Linked DNA regions of Mus musculus: regions 1 and 3 are each linked to region 2. Evidence: chromatin contacts called from public Micro-C data. All regions are on one chromosome and are shown on one strand. The core of a region is the stretch at or near the end of the contact, and the rest is flanking DNA. Distances in the headings are between cores, read along the strand shown.

Region 1 (5,002 bases), core at 1,806-4,305, 85 kb after region 2:
TACGGTTGGCCAGGCATGGTAGTGCTCACCTGTAGGCCCAGCTCTTAAGAGTTGGAGACAAGAAGGCTAGGTGTTCAAGGTTAACTTCCAATACATAGCAAGTTCTAGGACAGCCTGGACTATATTAAAAAATTTGCCTTAAAAAAAAAAAAAGTTGGGACTGGAGAGATGTCTCAGTGGTTAAGAGCACTGACTGCTCTTCTGAAGGTCCTGAGTTCAAATCCCAGCAACCACATGGTGGCTCACAACCATCCATAACAAGATCTGGTGCCCTCTTCTGGAGTGTCTGAAGACAGCTACAGTGTACTTACATATAATAAATAAATAAATCTTTTTTTAAAAAAAATCAAAAAAGTTATCTGTAGTGGCTAAGCTAAAAGAGTACACTCTGGTAGCCTTCATGCAGGAGTATACCTGAGAACAAATGTACCAGAAGACAGCAGATGCAGTAAATGTGGATTCTGAAGGAGAGTCATGGAAAGCCCTGAACTCCTATCAGTGACCCAGGGGCTTCTCTAGCTCTGTGGGCCGGTTAACTGTCCTCTCCGTGCTAAGATCCACGTGCCTCTCTTCTCACCTACACCTGGAAGAGAAACAGATCCTCTGCTTTGTTTTAGGGTTTGTGTGTCTGTCTGGGGGCCAGGGTCTCCTGTAACCCAGACTGCTTTGAGCCACTGTGTAGCTGAGGCTGTCGTTGATCTCCTAACCCTCCTGCCTGTGTCCTAAATACTGTGTTATAGACGTAGGACACCTGCCCAGTAAAGAATTCTGAGTGCGTAAGGTAACAGTTGTGTGGGTAGGAAAGCCTCCTTGAGAAACAAAGATGGCCTGAAGTCTGAGTAATAAATCCATTCAGCAAATGGGAAGACTGCCCCAGTCAGAGGAAATGGTGAGTCCTGGGACCTTGTGTAAGTACAGAGCTCCTCGGACCAAAGAGAGCTCCATAAGTAAGAGACGGGTTGTTGTTGTTGTTGTTGTTGTTGTACAAGCTTGAAATATGAATTCAGACTCCAGCACCCATGTAAAATAAAAAGCTGGGGGTGGTCACACACCTGTTACCACAGCACTGTGGGGAGCAGAGACAGGAGGATGACTAAGACTTGTTAGCCACCAGCCAGCTCCAGGTTCAGGGAGAGACTGTTTCTAAAGGAAGAAGACAAAGTGATGAAGCAGGAACTCCAGCATCCTCCTCTGGCCTCTTCTTCGTGTGTGCACAGGCACAGGCATGCGCATCTGCACACACACAGGCACAGACACCACATATACACACTCTCACACAACATGCGCACAATCAGTCTATCAAAACTGGAATTAAAGCTGATTGAGTTTGAGCAACTAAGAGTAACCATAAAGCTATGAGATCTAACCAAGATATCAATGATGGACAGAAAAGCAAGATCACCACTCACAGCCACCAACGTAAGATGATAATCAGAAAAATGAAAGTATTTCATATAAAATAGAAGCATGACAGTACATCTCTGTAACTCCAGGCCTGGGGGTGTAGAGACAGGAGGAGCAGGAGTTCCAGGTTGTCCTTGGCCACACACAAAATTTAAGGGTAGTCTAGAGAATATGGAACACTGACTCAAAGGAAAAGAGTCTATGAGTGTATTCAGAGGGAACTCTTAGGAGAGTGTTTAAGAGTGTTGCTGCTCTTCTGCAGAGTTTGGTTCTAATACCAAGGTTAGACAGCTCACAATACCCTGCTAGTCTGGTTTCTATTCTGGCCTCTGTGAGCACCCACACATGGCAAACACTCACACAAACACATAAACAAAATAAAGTAAGCATTATTTGTATATAGTACTATTCATAAAACTATAGATGTGGGAAAGGTCCCACACCCCCCAAACACAGAGAAAGAGAGAGAGAGAAAGAGAGAGAGAGAGAGCTGTTTGCTGGGCATGGAGGTCTCACCCATGATCTCTTTATCTCCCTCAGACACATTTAGAGGTGAAGTTGCTGAAAGGGAGTTTACTCTGCCCACCTCACAGGTGGCCTTTGGATCCGGGACCCCTTGAGAGCCGGCCCAAGCCCATGGTCACGGCAAAGGGCTGCTGAGGGAGAACTTGAGAGGAGCTGAGACATAGTTCAGGGGTAGAGGGTGGACTTACGTTTGAGGCTCCCTGTTCACTTTCAGTACAAAAAGAAAAAGAAAGAAAGGAAAAAAGAAAGAGCCGGGGAAGGGAGGAAGAAAGGAAGGGAGAGAGAAAGAAAGAAAGAAAGAAAGAAAGAAAGAAAGAAAGAAAGAGAGAGGGAGGGAGGGAGGGAGGGAGGGAGGGAGGGAGGGAGGGAGGGAGGGAGGGAGGGAGGAAGGAAGGAAGGAAGGAAGGAAGGAAGGAAGGAAGAATGGAAGGAAGGATGGATGGATGGCAGGCTGGCAAGCAAAGCAAGCGCCTAACAAACAAGGCCAGTTTGCAAATCTTCCCTGGTACCAAGTTAATTTTCTGAAATCATCACAAACACACTAAGTTATTTACTGTAACCAAAATAGACTGAGCTCAATTTTAAATTCATGGCACTAATTTATATTCTCGCACAATTCAGTAATTACTACCTATTTTCCCACCTAACATACCCGTGTTCCCCCCGGCTTATACTTTCACTGAATTTATATTTCAAAATAAACATAATTAATGTGGATTTGACACATTTCTTCTGGTGTTTGTAGGAACAGCTATAAATGTAGAAGAAAATGGTAGTTAATTGATAGAAAACCCTCCCCAGGCTGAGTTTTCCAGAAATAACGCCCCTGAGAGGAGTTAGCACCCAGAATTTTTATTGGGGGGGGGGTGTCTCAGGACTAACACCCAAGGAAGAGAAGCAGGAGACACCCAGCTGCTAGGGTGGGTCTCAAACTATCCTGTGAGCAGTCTTCAGGTCAGTTGCTCTCAGGGTTGTCCAGAGCTGAGGACCGAGAGCCTAGACTTTATCTTCTAAACATTTGTCGGTCGCTGGCTGCAAGCCAGCTCACAAAGGACAGGAACTTGAAAGATACAGTTTTTCCCAGTAGCAAGAGGTCATAAAGAGGGCTGCCCTCAGCGTTCCTGGCAGTCAGGGGGAATCACCGAAGCAGCTAAGATTCTCATTCCTGACACACGATCTAGGCGGAACATGACTGTCCCCCACCGCAGCTCCAGGCAGAATGTGACTGTCCCCAACAGCAGCTCCTTAAATGTAATATGTCTAAAGTCTAAAAAAGGTCCCCTCGCTGCCTCACCGAATTTCACTCTTCAAGTCAGGAGACCTCCTCCCTCCCATCCCCCAGCCCCCAAATCCCGATTTAATTATTCTGAGATTTGGGCAGACACAGTTGCTAGGATGGAGTCCATCCCTGAAGCAGAAGGAAATGGATTTAGCTGTTAGGTTTAAGATATGGCCACTGCAAGGAGAACCATGCAAGGGTGACCCAGAGGGCAGAAGGACAGAGGTTCAGACAGACTGGACAGATGCTGCACCAGTCAGCGCCAGCTGCCATAGCAAAGAAGCCATTTCCACTCTGAAGATCCAGCAGGCACCTGAGTGGGGCACCAAGCCCACAGAGCAGTGGTTCTCAACCTTCCTAACACTGAGACCCTTTAATAAAGTTCCCCAGCCACAAAATTATTTCCATTGCTGCTCCATAACTGTAATTTTGTTACTGTTATGAATCATAATGTAGATCTCTGATATGCAACCCCCTCCAAAGGGGTCACAACTCACAGGTTGAGAACCGCTGTTTTAGAGAAATAGAGTATTGTAGGTTGAGAACCCAAATTATCTTGGAATATCATCACCACTTTAAAAGCCACTTGTCTTAACTTTGATATATGAGTTAATGGTCTCCTAACTCGTAACATAACGTCTCAGATTTCACTAGGCTTAGCAAATCTGTAGTCTTCAACCCTAAAGCTAAAAAAAAATGCTAGATGGGTGGAGGTTGGGAGATGGTTCAGTGGTTAGAGCAAAGGACCCAGGTTTGGTGACCAGAATATATATGTCACCTCACAAACACTCATATCTCCAGTCCCAAGGGATCTGACACCTTCTTCTGGCCTCCTTGGGGACCATATAACATATATGCAGACTAGCACTCATATACATAAAATTTAAAATAAAAAATACCCTCAAAAGTCAATAAAGCCCATGAAAACGATGTCTTCACCTAGGCATAGCCTACCTGTCTGACGCCCTCACCGAGTAACCTGGTAAATATACAGATTTACAGCTTTCTTGGTCGTATATCACGTAGCCTCTTCCTGGTGACACTCACCAATAAGGGTAACTGGAATCCATGTGTTTGGGCCATGCTCCCTCATACTCGGCTCAGAGTGAACCGTGTTCTTCCTTTAAGGCAGACCTAGTTTACATTACTGTAGACCCCTCCAGAGGGAGCTGTGGAGAGAAAGCTCCAGTGGCTAAAAGCACACACTGCTCTTCCAGAGACCTGGGTTTGATTCCCAGCTGCCTCGTGGCAGCCCCCATCTGTCTAGAACTGTAGTTCCACGGAATTCCATGTCCTCTTCTGACCTCCATGGGCACCAGAGTCACGGGTGGAACCCACACCTCCATACACACAAGGGAAACACTCGCACACATAAAATAATAAATACATCTTTTCTAAAAAGTCCTGCAGAACTTGGTCACTTTGGTATGGATTAGAGGAGGTGCCTCCTTCTGGGTCTCCTCTGATTCCAACCGGAGCAGCGATCTAGGTTCTCCTGAATAGGGGTTCACTTCAAGGTACAGGCAGAGCAAGGAAACAGCCAAGGTTGTGTGTGTGTGTGTGTGTGTGTGTGTGCGCGCACGCGCGCGCGCGCGCACGCCTGGGAGGCCAGAGGGAAACAAGTACCCTGCTCTATCACATCTCACCTTAGTCCCCTGAGACAGGGTCTTTGCTTAAACCTAAAGCTTCCTTTGTGGTTAAGTTGACTGGCCAGAGAGCTCCCCAGATCTGCCTCCCTCTGCATCATACCCAGCAGTGGGTTATGGCACCAGAGGCCGTGCCTGACATGAGCTC
Region 2 (5,147 bases), core at 2,307-4,806:
TTACGGGAAGAAGGGGCTTGTGGGGAGGGAGAGGAAGAGAAAGAGAGCTATATGGGGGCTGAAATTACTAAAATACATTATATACATGTATATATGCATTTATGCAAAGAATAGCATAAATAAATAAATAAACAAATAAGAATGAACCTGCAATGCTAGTCCTTGCAAGGTGGAGGTCGGGTCAGTGGGAGTTCAAGGTTATCCTTGGCTATAGAGATTGTTTGAGGCCAAGCTGAGCCACATAAAAGCCCATGTAGAACAAAGCCAAACCATGAACACTAAACTGTTCTCCTTTCAGGACCCAACCCCACATTTAGAGTTTAGACACTCATATTCTACAGGTTTGGTGAAGTACAAAGAAGTATCTATTTCTAGAAATATCCAGACAGTACTAGTGATGTAAGCCACTGCTTTAGTGGTTTGACATCTTCCTGTCATCTGAAGGGTGTCGTCGGTGTCATACGGTGTCCTGGATGTTCAAGCATCTTTTGAGGAAGTCTGGATCCTGCTCTGGTTCACAGAACATTTTTATTAAGGGATAAGAGCAAAACCTTCTCCTTCCTGTATGGAAAATACCTTCAGCTTCCTCACTATTCCAGGCTACACCAGATGGTCCAGAGGGGCAGGGGATTCACTAAAGCCACAGTCTGGGCCAGAAGGAGGACCTTTGGAAAAGTGCGAATGAGCAGATTTTAAAAAGAAAAACTCATACACTTTGTCTCAGTTAAGTTTTCTATTCTTGTAATGAGACACCGTGGCCAAAACAACTTGAGGAAGAAAGGGTTTGTTGTTGTTGTTGTTGTTGTTGTTGTTGCTATTGTTGTTGTTACTGTGTTGTTTCCGACTTTAAGCTACTATAAGCAGTAGCTGATAAGTCTATCTATCACTGAGGAAGCGGGGGTGAGATGAGAACTCAGGGCAGGAACCTGAAGGCAAGGACTGGAGCAGAAGTCATAGAGGAATGCTCTTTACTGACTTGTGTTCTGTGGCTTTTTTCAGCCTGCTTCCTTACACAACTCCGGACTGCCTCCCTAGGGTTGGCACTGCTCGCAGTGAGTTGGACACCCCAAGTCAATCACCAACCAAGAAAGTGCATACAGCTCTCTCACAGGTCAATCTAGTGCAGTGTTTTCTCAATTGAGGTGCCTTCCTCCCATATGTCTGTAGCTTGTATCAAGTTGACCCAAAACTAGTCAACACACACTCCTCCATGTCCTGGTCCTGCATATGGCAAAGGACATAAGGCCACCATAACAATTCCAACAAAGCCTCCGGACCCACAGCTAGACCAAGGGGCATCGATTGCTTGTAAAACCTACTTCAAACGAGCAGGATTTTCAAAAGACACAGGAATTGCTTCTAACACTAAGTAGAAAAAGTTAAAACCTGAACTGGACAGCCACTTAATTCTTAAAAATGTCTGTCACCCCACAGCTGCAGCCTTTTTAAACAATTAAATTCAAGAGAGCACGTTGGTGACTCTGAAATTAGAACTATAGGGGGAAAATGTATTTAGACGCATTTTAGTTGATTAGACAATAACCTTTGAAATAAATCTACACCAAAGTAGGAGAATGAGGTAGTGAGGGAGGTGTGGATATGTTGGGTATAATTTTCAGGCTGGCATCTGAGGACGTGGAAGATCCTGTAAAGCTCAGGGCAGTGGGTTGGCTGCTACTGTGATGATTAATCTTCAAGGCCACCTGGACTGAGGTTTCAATCAATGAGGAGGTATGTGCATGCGAGAGCATCCCCACAGAGATACACCCTGGATCTGGGTAGCACCATCTCACGGTCCGGAGTCTGGAACTGAATAAAAAGGAGAGAGCGAATAGAATGTCAACATTGGTCTGTCTGTGTTTACTGACTGCAGACACCATGTAACCAATCACTCCATGTTCCCACTGTCATGCTTTACCAACCAGGATGGACTACATTCATTGAAACCATAATCCAAAATAAATCTTCTCCTCCTCCCCCTCTTCCTCTTCCTCCTCCTTCTCTTCTTCTTCTTCTCTTTCTCTCTCTCTCCCACCCTCCCTCCCTCCCTCCCTCTCTATTTTAAATATTTTTATTTTATGTGTATGAGTGCGTTGGCTGCATGTGTGTATATGCACCACATGCATTCCTAGTGCCAACGAAGTACAGAAGTTGGTGTCAGATCCTCTGGAATTGGAATTACAGATATAAACCATTGTATGTTTGCTAAGAACCAAACCTGGGTCTTCTGGTAGAGCAACCAATGCTCTTAAACAATGAACCATTTCTCTAACCCCTAAGCCCTTCTCTTGGGCCTTTTGACATACCAAGGAAAGAGCAACAGGGAGGGATATTTGAAATTTGCCTTTCTCCCAGAGAACAGAAGGATACTCTGTGTGTCTTCTCTCTGGAGCAGGGACTGTGACTATTCCTGAAAGTCCCACTTAGATTTTGTACTGGCCAAAGGACTTGATTGCAAATGATGGGAAAAGATTTGGAGTCATTAAACTGGAATTTATTATCACAATATCTGAAAAAAACTCAGCCCAAAAAGAAAGGTGGAGTCTCTGGGTCCCCAGCCAAGGTCATGTCAACCTGGTTGGGAACGAGGCAGAGGCAGAGGCAGAGGCAGAGGCAGAGGCAGAGGCAGAGGCAGAGGCAGAGGCAGAGGCAGAGGAAGCAGGTAGATAGATCACTGTGGGTTTGAGGTCAGCCTGCTATACAGATTGAGTTCTAGGCCAGCCAGAGCTACATAATGAGACCCAGTTTTAGAAAGAAAGAAGGAGAGAGAGAGAGAGAGAGAGAGAGAGAGAGAGAGAGAGAGAGAGAGAGAGAGAGGAAGATGAAAGGGTACATTCTAGATTTCCTTTCTGTGGCACTTTGAGAGTTACTGATGTTGGTTGCTTAGCAATGGTGGCGCATAGCTTTAATCTCAGGGCTCAGGAGGCAGAGGCAGGTGGATCTCTGTGAATTCAAGGTCAGCCTGATCTACAGAGCAAGTTCCGGAACAGCCAGGGCTGCACAGAAAAACCATCATGGAAAAACAAACAAACATGAGAATTACTAATATAAAACTGCAGTTCTCTCTGCTTTCAACTTTCCCGTAGCTTGGATCTACTTTTTATTTGAAAGTTACCAAATCAAACTAAACCAAGATGAAAACAGAAAACAAGAACAAAAACCAAAGGACTTATTTTTTTGGCTCTGTCCATGACCCTCTGATCCAAGCCATGTACATAAAGCCACAGGTGAGATGACTGTCAGTGGGGTTTAATTTATGCACACAGGAGGCAGCTGGTGAATCTGAAGGCACAAAATAGAGTTTAAGCCTGAATGAGGAGCACATTATGCAAAAGAGCCCAGTACATGATTGGTTTGTGACCCTTCATTTACTCAATAAATATTTACTGTGTGTCTGTCAGTATAGGATTTGGGGTGATAAGACAGACACTACCTACCTCCTCATGAAATGTACTGTGAAGTTAAGGAGATAAATAATTACAAACGATTGGAGAAGTGACTGTTTGGCTGTGGTGACAGTAATTACCACAAAGGAAGTGTGTACAGTGGGGTCTGAGATTGCACAAGCGGCACCTACCGCCAGCTCGTTTTCTTTGTCTCAGGCCTTCGGTATTTGCATATAGTATTAATCTGTACTTTGTTAAGCTTGCCCCTTACCTACTGCGCTAGCTTTATCTGTTCAGTCCACCCTCTTCTCCTAGGTTCTGGTGAATGACCAGGCTTGTGTTACTGCCATGAATCCAGAGTTTACAATGTTCAAAACTACCTTGCTATGCTGCATCTTGCCCTGGGCAGAGCTGGTTACGAGAGTTATGACTCTGGATAATCCAGAGAATATTCTCCTGATTCCCTTCACTTCCAAAGTGGATCTGCATTTTCTCTATGATGCAATAAGAGAGACCTCCGTTAAATCAGTGATTCATGGTCCACTCCTGTCCAGAACATTCTCTATTCCTGTCATGGGCAGTGCAGGAATTTTCATAGCCCCACTGAGACGGTGCCTATATTGGTTCATTTTCTGTATCTATAACAAAATGCCAGAAGTCGGTCATTTATAAAATAAAGAATTTTATCTGTTACCCAGTCCTGGGAGTTCAATGGCACAATGCTGGCATCAGCTGAGCTCTAGTGGTGGATAGCATCCAATTGTATGGGGTGTGGGCAACATTGCATGGCATGTTTATCTATAACATATCTCTCAAAAGGATTAACCAGGGAAGGCTAGTGAGATTGATCATAGGTTAAGAGCACTGGCTGGGCTGGTGAGATGGCTCAGTGGGTAAGAGCACCCGATTGCTCTTCCAAAGGTCCGAAGTTCAAATCCCAGCAACCACATGGTGGCTCACAACTACCCGTAATGAGATCTGATGCCCTCTTCTGGAGTGTCTGAAGACAGCTACAGTGTACTTTACATATAATAAATAAATAAGTAAATTAAAAAAAAAGAGCACTGGCTCCCCTTGTACAGGACCTGGTCTCAGTTCCCCAATATGTTCATGACTCCTCATAACTGTCTGTAGCTCCAATCCCAGGGGATCTGACACTCTTTTCTGGCCTCTACTGGCAAGGTACACATGTGGCCTATAGACATAGCTGCAGGCCAAACGTCAATACAAATAATAAATAAATATTTTTTTAAAAGAATGAGCCAGGTTTTCCTGAGAAGCACATTGGTCTTTTCTGAGGGACATGTCCCCATTTGCTTCCCACGGGACCTTCCTTACATTAGAGGCTGTGTATCATACCCTCACGCTAAGGTAGTGTAGAATCTTCACCTGCCCAACACATGGGCCTTTAGGAGACACTCTCAAACTGTATGCACACTGTGGCAATCCCTCAGAAGAAATGCTAATTGTCAGGCTTTGGATCTGCTACAGTCTCCTCATTTTGAAAGCATCAACTTTTCCTCAAACACACATGGCCGAGTATCTACAGTCCCGACAAGCGGAGATGGTGCCTACAATCTGGCCTTGATTTTCACCTTCTCGTTTTTTTTTCTTTCAGCTTCGTTTATGAGCAAAGATACCTCCTAAGATCCTAGCGTTTATGACTGTGGGCATCAACTTATGGGGAAACAGAACTGAGAGTAAGCCTTGTCAACAAAGCCGTGTAGGACCCATTTATTTAGACTTTGCAACGTTTGTTCG
Region 3 (4,474 bases), core at 534-3,033, 85 kb before region 2:
GGAATTAAAACAAAAACACATTCTTTTTGGGTTGTTGTTTTTAGATTTATTATTTTTTTATTTCATGTATGTGAGTACACTTTCACTGTCTTCAGACATACCAGAAGAGGGCATCGGATCCCCATTACAGATGATTATAAGCCACCATGTGGTTGCTGGGAGTTGAACTCACGGTCTCTGGAAAAGCAGTCAGTGCTTTTAACTGCTGAGCCATCTCTCCAGCCTCCAAAACACATTCTTATAATATTTCTGTGTGCGTGTTTTTTTTTTCTTTTAAAAAGAAACCAAAGTTCCAGAATCTGTCGTGTGGACACCCGACCTATTGATACACATGGGTGCTGGCCCTGTGCATTGAGTGAGTTATTAAAGTTCTTTCAAATACCATCCATGGAGAAATGGCTTCCCACCTTCCATGAGGCTAGTATTTATCCAAAACTGGATAAAATAACATCAAACACAAGATTATAGACCCATATCTCTCATAATGCATATGCAAATTTTCTTTAAATATCTTACCAAAAGAACCCAGTAATATAAAGGATAATATAACATGATCATATTAATCCAATGACAGAAAGCTTAATGGTCACTTGGGGACTGGGAATGAAAGAATACATGAGAATGGTTAAAGAAAGGTTCTAACAGGATTTTGAAAGTGATGGATACATTTACAATCTTAATTTTGATTAGTGTATAGACAAAAGATTTATCAAATTGTTCACTTTAAGTGTGTGCGGTTTATCATACACCACTATGAAATATCATATACTATACCTTAAAAAGCTCCTTAAGAAAGCATTTTGTCTGGTAATCTTGCCTTCGGCTGTTTAGGAGAATGAAGTGCAAACAGGGCATTTTGTTCTTATGTCTATATATTCACAAATCACTTTAGTTAAGAACACTCATGCAGCTACCTTGGGATTCTGTTCCCAACATCCACATGGTCGCTCACAACCATTTATCCGGTTCCAGCGGACACCGTGGACACCAGATACCCACAAGGTGCACATATATACATGCAGGTAAATCACTAATACGCATAAACTAAATCAGTGTGTGTGTGCCTCTTTGAATGGGTTCGCTCGCTCTTAGAAGCGCCTGAGGTCCAGGCTAAGGCTGGAAATTGGCCGAGAAGAGTTCAGCTGAGTGGAGCCCATGAGAGTAGGGACTAAGCAGAGGCTGAGGACAGACGTTACAAGCAGCAGGCACAACCCTGGGAAAGAAACCAGGCGGCCCACGCCCAGGGAGCGTTCCTAGAGGCCAGGATGCCATGAAGTCCAGTGACTCTTCGCGCACAACCAAGATCGTTGTACCCATGAGAGCGCAAACGCACAGCGAGAGCAGGCTGCTCCAGCTCTGCGCGCCCGGGCTGCAGGAGCCTTGCGGTGTGGGACACCCTGGGCGGAGGCCCGGAGGGCGGGACAGCGCAGCCCGGCTCCTCCCTTAACTGAGCGGGGCGAGGATTCGACGCGCCTCTTCCACGCCTTCCTCCTCGCTGCACCACAGAGCAGCCTGCAGGGTGTGTGGGGGCGATGGCGCCGCTTCGTCCCCCCCAGAATGTGAGAAGCCTCACCTACAACCCGAAGTGAGAGGACGGAATGGCAGGACCTCACGACGTCACGCAGCCCTCGCTGCTGCCAAAGCTGTTACGCCCAGCCAATGGGCTGAGGCGGGCGGGCCGCGGAGGCGGAGCCTGAAGTACTTGAAGCCCCGGGATGCCCTGGGCTGACTCGAGCAAGCCTTGGGGGGGGCCGAGCCTGAGGTGGGTGGAGCCTGGGGGCTTCCAAAGTTCTGCGGTGGGCGGGCCTAAGAGGAGGAGCCTGAGGTGGGTGGAGCCTGGGACAACCCGAGGTTTAAGGCGAAAGGAACCTGAAGTGGGTGGAGCCCAAAGTAGGCGGAGCCCTGAGGCTGAGGGTCGCCGAGGGGGTTGGGGCTATTCGGTAACGCAGATGCCCACCTTACGGGGGCGGGACCTGTGTCCCCTTTCCCAGTGTGCGCCGCGCTGCTGGGTCTCACGCGCGCGCGCTTTTTTCCTTTAGTAACTCCGCCCTTACAAGGATGCTGCAAAGGAGCAAATAGAAACTTACAAAGTGGGGGTGTGGCCTTTCCTCAACCGGGACCTAGGAGTTTGAACTTCCTCGGAAAAGTCAAGGCTTAGTCTCATTAACGCGTAGAAAAGAGCAGAAAACCATGGATTGCTCGGGGTGGGTCGCCGTGGGCTGTGACGGCTGGCGTTTGTGAGCGTGCTGCTGATCTGCAGTCTATGCAGCGGAAGACTCGGCTGAAAGTGAGACAGACACAAGCGCCTTCCCGAAGCTTCACACTACGGAGACGTGAATTCGGGTGTGGCGTTACCTTAGAAATATCAAGAGAAAGTTTCTTCCTTTTTGTTCAGAAACAACAGTTTGTTAAAAAAAAAAAATAGTTCTGGAAGTAAGAGTGATATAGTCAAAGAAGAAATTACCACTCCCGGGAGAGACTATATGACAAGGGATGTGAATTTGGCTTAAGTTTGCCTTTGAAAAGGACACGCCTATGGGAAAAAGTGTTTACGAAGATTCTTATTTGAAAACATTCAAGTAGCTATTGAATGGTTCGAGGGAAAGCTGAGCTACGTGTCTGCTTCTGATCTTTCCGTTTACAGCTTTAGTACCTCGGGCACGTTCCCTAGCATTTCCATGCCCAAGTTTCTTTGCAAAAACAAAACAAAACAAAACGCATGTTGATGACTGGCTACTTGGATGCTCATGGTTGCGGGTTAGAGAACATTGACCTCTCCCAAAGAATTGCTTCTTCTAGGGTCTCAGTTTAGCATAGCTTAGTTCATTAAGGGCAATAACCCAGGAATCATCCAGAACTTTAGTCGATTGCTGCGTAGGAAACAGAAACTTTCAGATTCTTCAACACATTGCAAAAGACCCAAAGATAAAATTATTACAGGTGACGTTGTTCTAGGAACGTTACCAAAGGTTCCCCAGGCTCTATTTTTAAACGACCATAGTAAGCCATCAAATTTCTTGTGCTTCCAGAACCAGTTGAGTCAAAAAATCAACACCTTCTGAGAGTCCAGCATCAAAAGGTGAGACTGTTTGAAAATGGCTATCAACAACCAAATGGCTTTAAACCAGAAGACATTCGTTGTATGACCTTGGGTTTAGGTGTCTACAGGAAGATTTGTCTTGTCACTGAAGGATTGATACCCAAGAAACAGAATCTATGTATCCTGGTAAAAAGCTGTTAGTATTGCCAAAGATTGCTGGTCTAGCTCTGTAGTCAGAGTAAATAAAGATTTGAATTTGAAACCCAAGTTTTCAGACTTTTAATTTCATAATTAACCTTATAAATTACATTGTCTGTTAAAGTATGCTATAATGTGTGATGGAATAATTGCATTTATATGTAAGTACACTGTACCTGACTTCAGACACCGCAGAAGAGAGCATCAGATCTCATTACAGATGGTTGTGAGCTACCATGTAGTTGCTAGGATTTGAACTCAGAACCTTTGGAAGAGCAGCCAGTGCTCTTAACTGCTGAGCCATCTCTCCATCCCAATAAATGCATTTTTTGGTCATGAGACTTTCCCAATATATATTCATTTTCTCCTTTACCAGTTATAGAAAAAAACAGCATGAAGGTCAGATTCATTTGTTCTCACATAAATCTTCTATACTAGTCATTAGCAAAATACACTTTTAAAATAATATCCAAGGGATATCAAATTAGACTAAATAAATATATGCGTGTGGATATATATGTGTATATAACTTTGTAAAACTGAGTCTAAAGAATGTTGTTCATATTATCATTAAAATTTAGATTCTGCCTTCTCTATGGTCTGCTGGTTCTGTGCTTCATCATCTGTTAGGAACAAGTCTTTCAAAAACATGACATTCAGGCGGGCGTGGTGGCACACACCTTTAATCCCAGCACTTGGGAGGCAGAGGCAGGCGGATTTCTGAGTTCGAGGCCAGCCTGGTCTACAGAGTGAGTTCCAGGACAGCCAGGGCTACACAGAGAAACCCTGTCTCGGGGGAAAAAAAAAAGAAACAAAAACAAAAACATGATATTCTAGACTGGAAATAAATTGTTTAAGAAGATGAAAGAACATGTATTAAAGTATCATAATAAACTCATTATTTTATGCTCATAACTAATGTTATTCATAAAGATGGAGGGATTAAAACAGACTTCTATTTAGGTTTTTAAGTAAGATTGTCCTTATGGGGTAGTTTAGTTTCACATGTTGTGTCTGTGCCTTTGCCGTGTTGTATAATAGGTGCAGCATATCACAAGTATGACCCGATCTTTTTTCACTCCACTGGAAACTGATTTAGTTTTAGATGCCTGGATGGGGTAGTCACTGATGGATATGACAAAGGAATATCAAAAATTGTACTCAGGCAATAAATATCCATATTCAACCTCAGTCATAGGGTGTAGGACTATATTTGCCATAGTGATTGTGGCTTAA

The links. A called contact is a pair of places that touch in the nucleus more often than the background predicts.
Region 1: a contact with region 2 is called in a Micro-C map of the G1E-ER4 cell line, with 1.8 times the contacts expected there. The contact joins two enhancer-like sites. A contact is called at or near these places in 11 of 39 promoter capture datasets (3T3-L1-derived adipocytes, the HPC-7 cell line, cranial neural crest and 5 more), 2 of 15 datasets of contacts at CTCF or cohesin (CD8 T cells and the G1E-ER4 cell line), 6 of 484 Hi-C or Micro-C datasets (the G1E-ER4 cell line, liver and uterus), 2 of 115 datasets of contacts at active chromatin or transcription factors (CD8 T cells and embryonic stem cells) and 2 of 9 other capture datasets (adipose tissue and liver).
Region 3: a Micro-C map of the G1E-ER4 cell line shows a contact between it and region 2, with 5 times the contacts expected there. The contact joins two enhancer-like sites. A contact is called at or near these places in 3 of 39 promoter capture datasets (the HPC-7 cell line, embryonic stem cells and pre-B cells), 5 of 484 Hi-C or Micro-C datasets (B cells, the G1E-ER4 cell line, granulocyte-monocyte progenitors and 2 more) and 7 of 115 datasets of contacts at active chromatin or transcription factors (the 230-238 cell line, CD8 T cells, effector CD8 T cells and 2 more).

The regions. Positions count from the first base shown.
Region 1 is chr13:111,553,519-111,558,520 of GRCm38.p6, reverse strand. No RefSeq gene overlaps it. Among named protein-coding and RNA genes, the nearest start is that of Gm15290, 6.1 kb to the right of the region's middle. Within about 2 kb of position 3,055, at least 16 of the 459 cell types and tissues checked have an H3K27ac peak or open chromatin away from gene starts, as enhancers often do. A contact at or near this core is called in the G1E-ER4 cell line, where this site is marked.
Region 2 is chr13:111,638,885-111,644,031 of GRCm38.p6, reverse strand. Gm15286 (a long non-coding RNA gene) reads right to left here. Exons shown (of 5, transcript XR_873959.1): 4 at 1,544-1,809. Among named protein-coding and RNA genes, the nearest start is that of Mier3, 45 kb to the left of the region's middle. Within about 2 kb of position 3,556, at least 60 of the 459 cell types and tissues checked have an H3K27ac peak or open chromatin away from gene starts, as enhancers often do. A contact at or near this core is called in B cells, the G1E-ER4 cell line, the HPC-7 cell line and 2 more, where this site is marked.
Region 3 is chr13:111,722,755-111,727,228 of GRCm38.p6, reverse strand. It overlaps the pseudogene Gm15488. Among named protein-coding and RNA genes, the nearest start is that of Mier3, 39 kb to the right of the region's middle. Within about 2 kb of position 1,783, at least 391 of the 459 cell types and tissues checked have an H3K27ac peak or open chromatin away from gene starts, as enhancers often do. A contact at or near this core is called in B cells, the G1E-ER4 cell line, the HPC-7 cell line and 2 more, where this site is marked.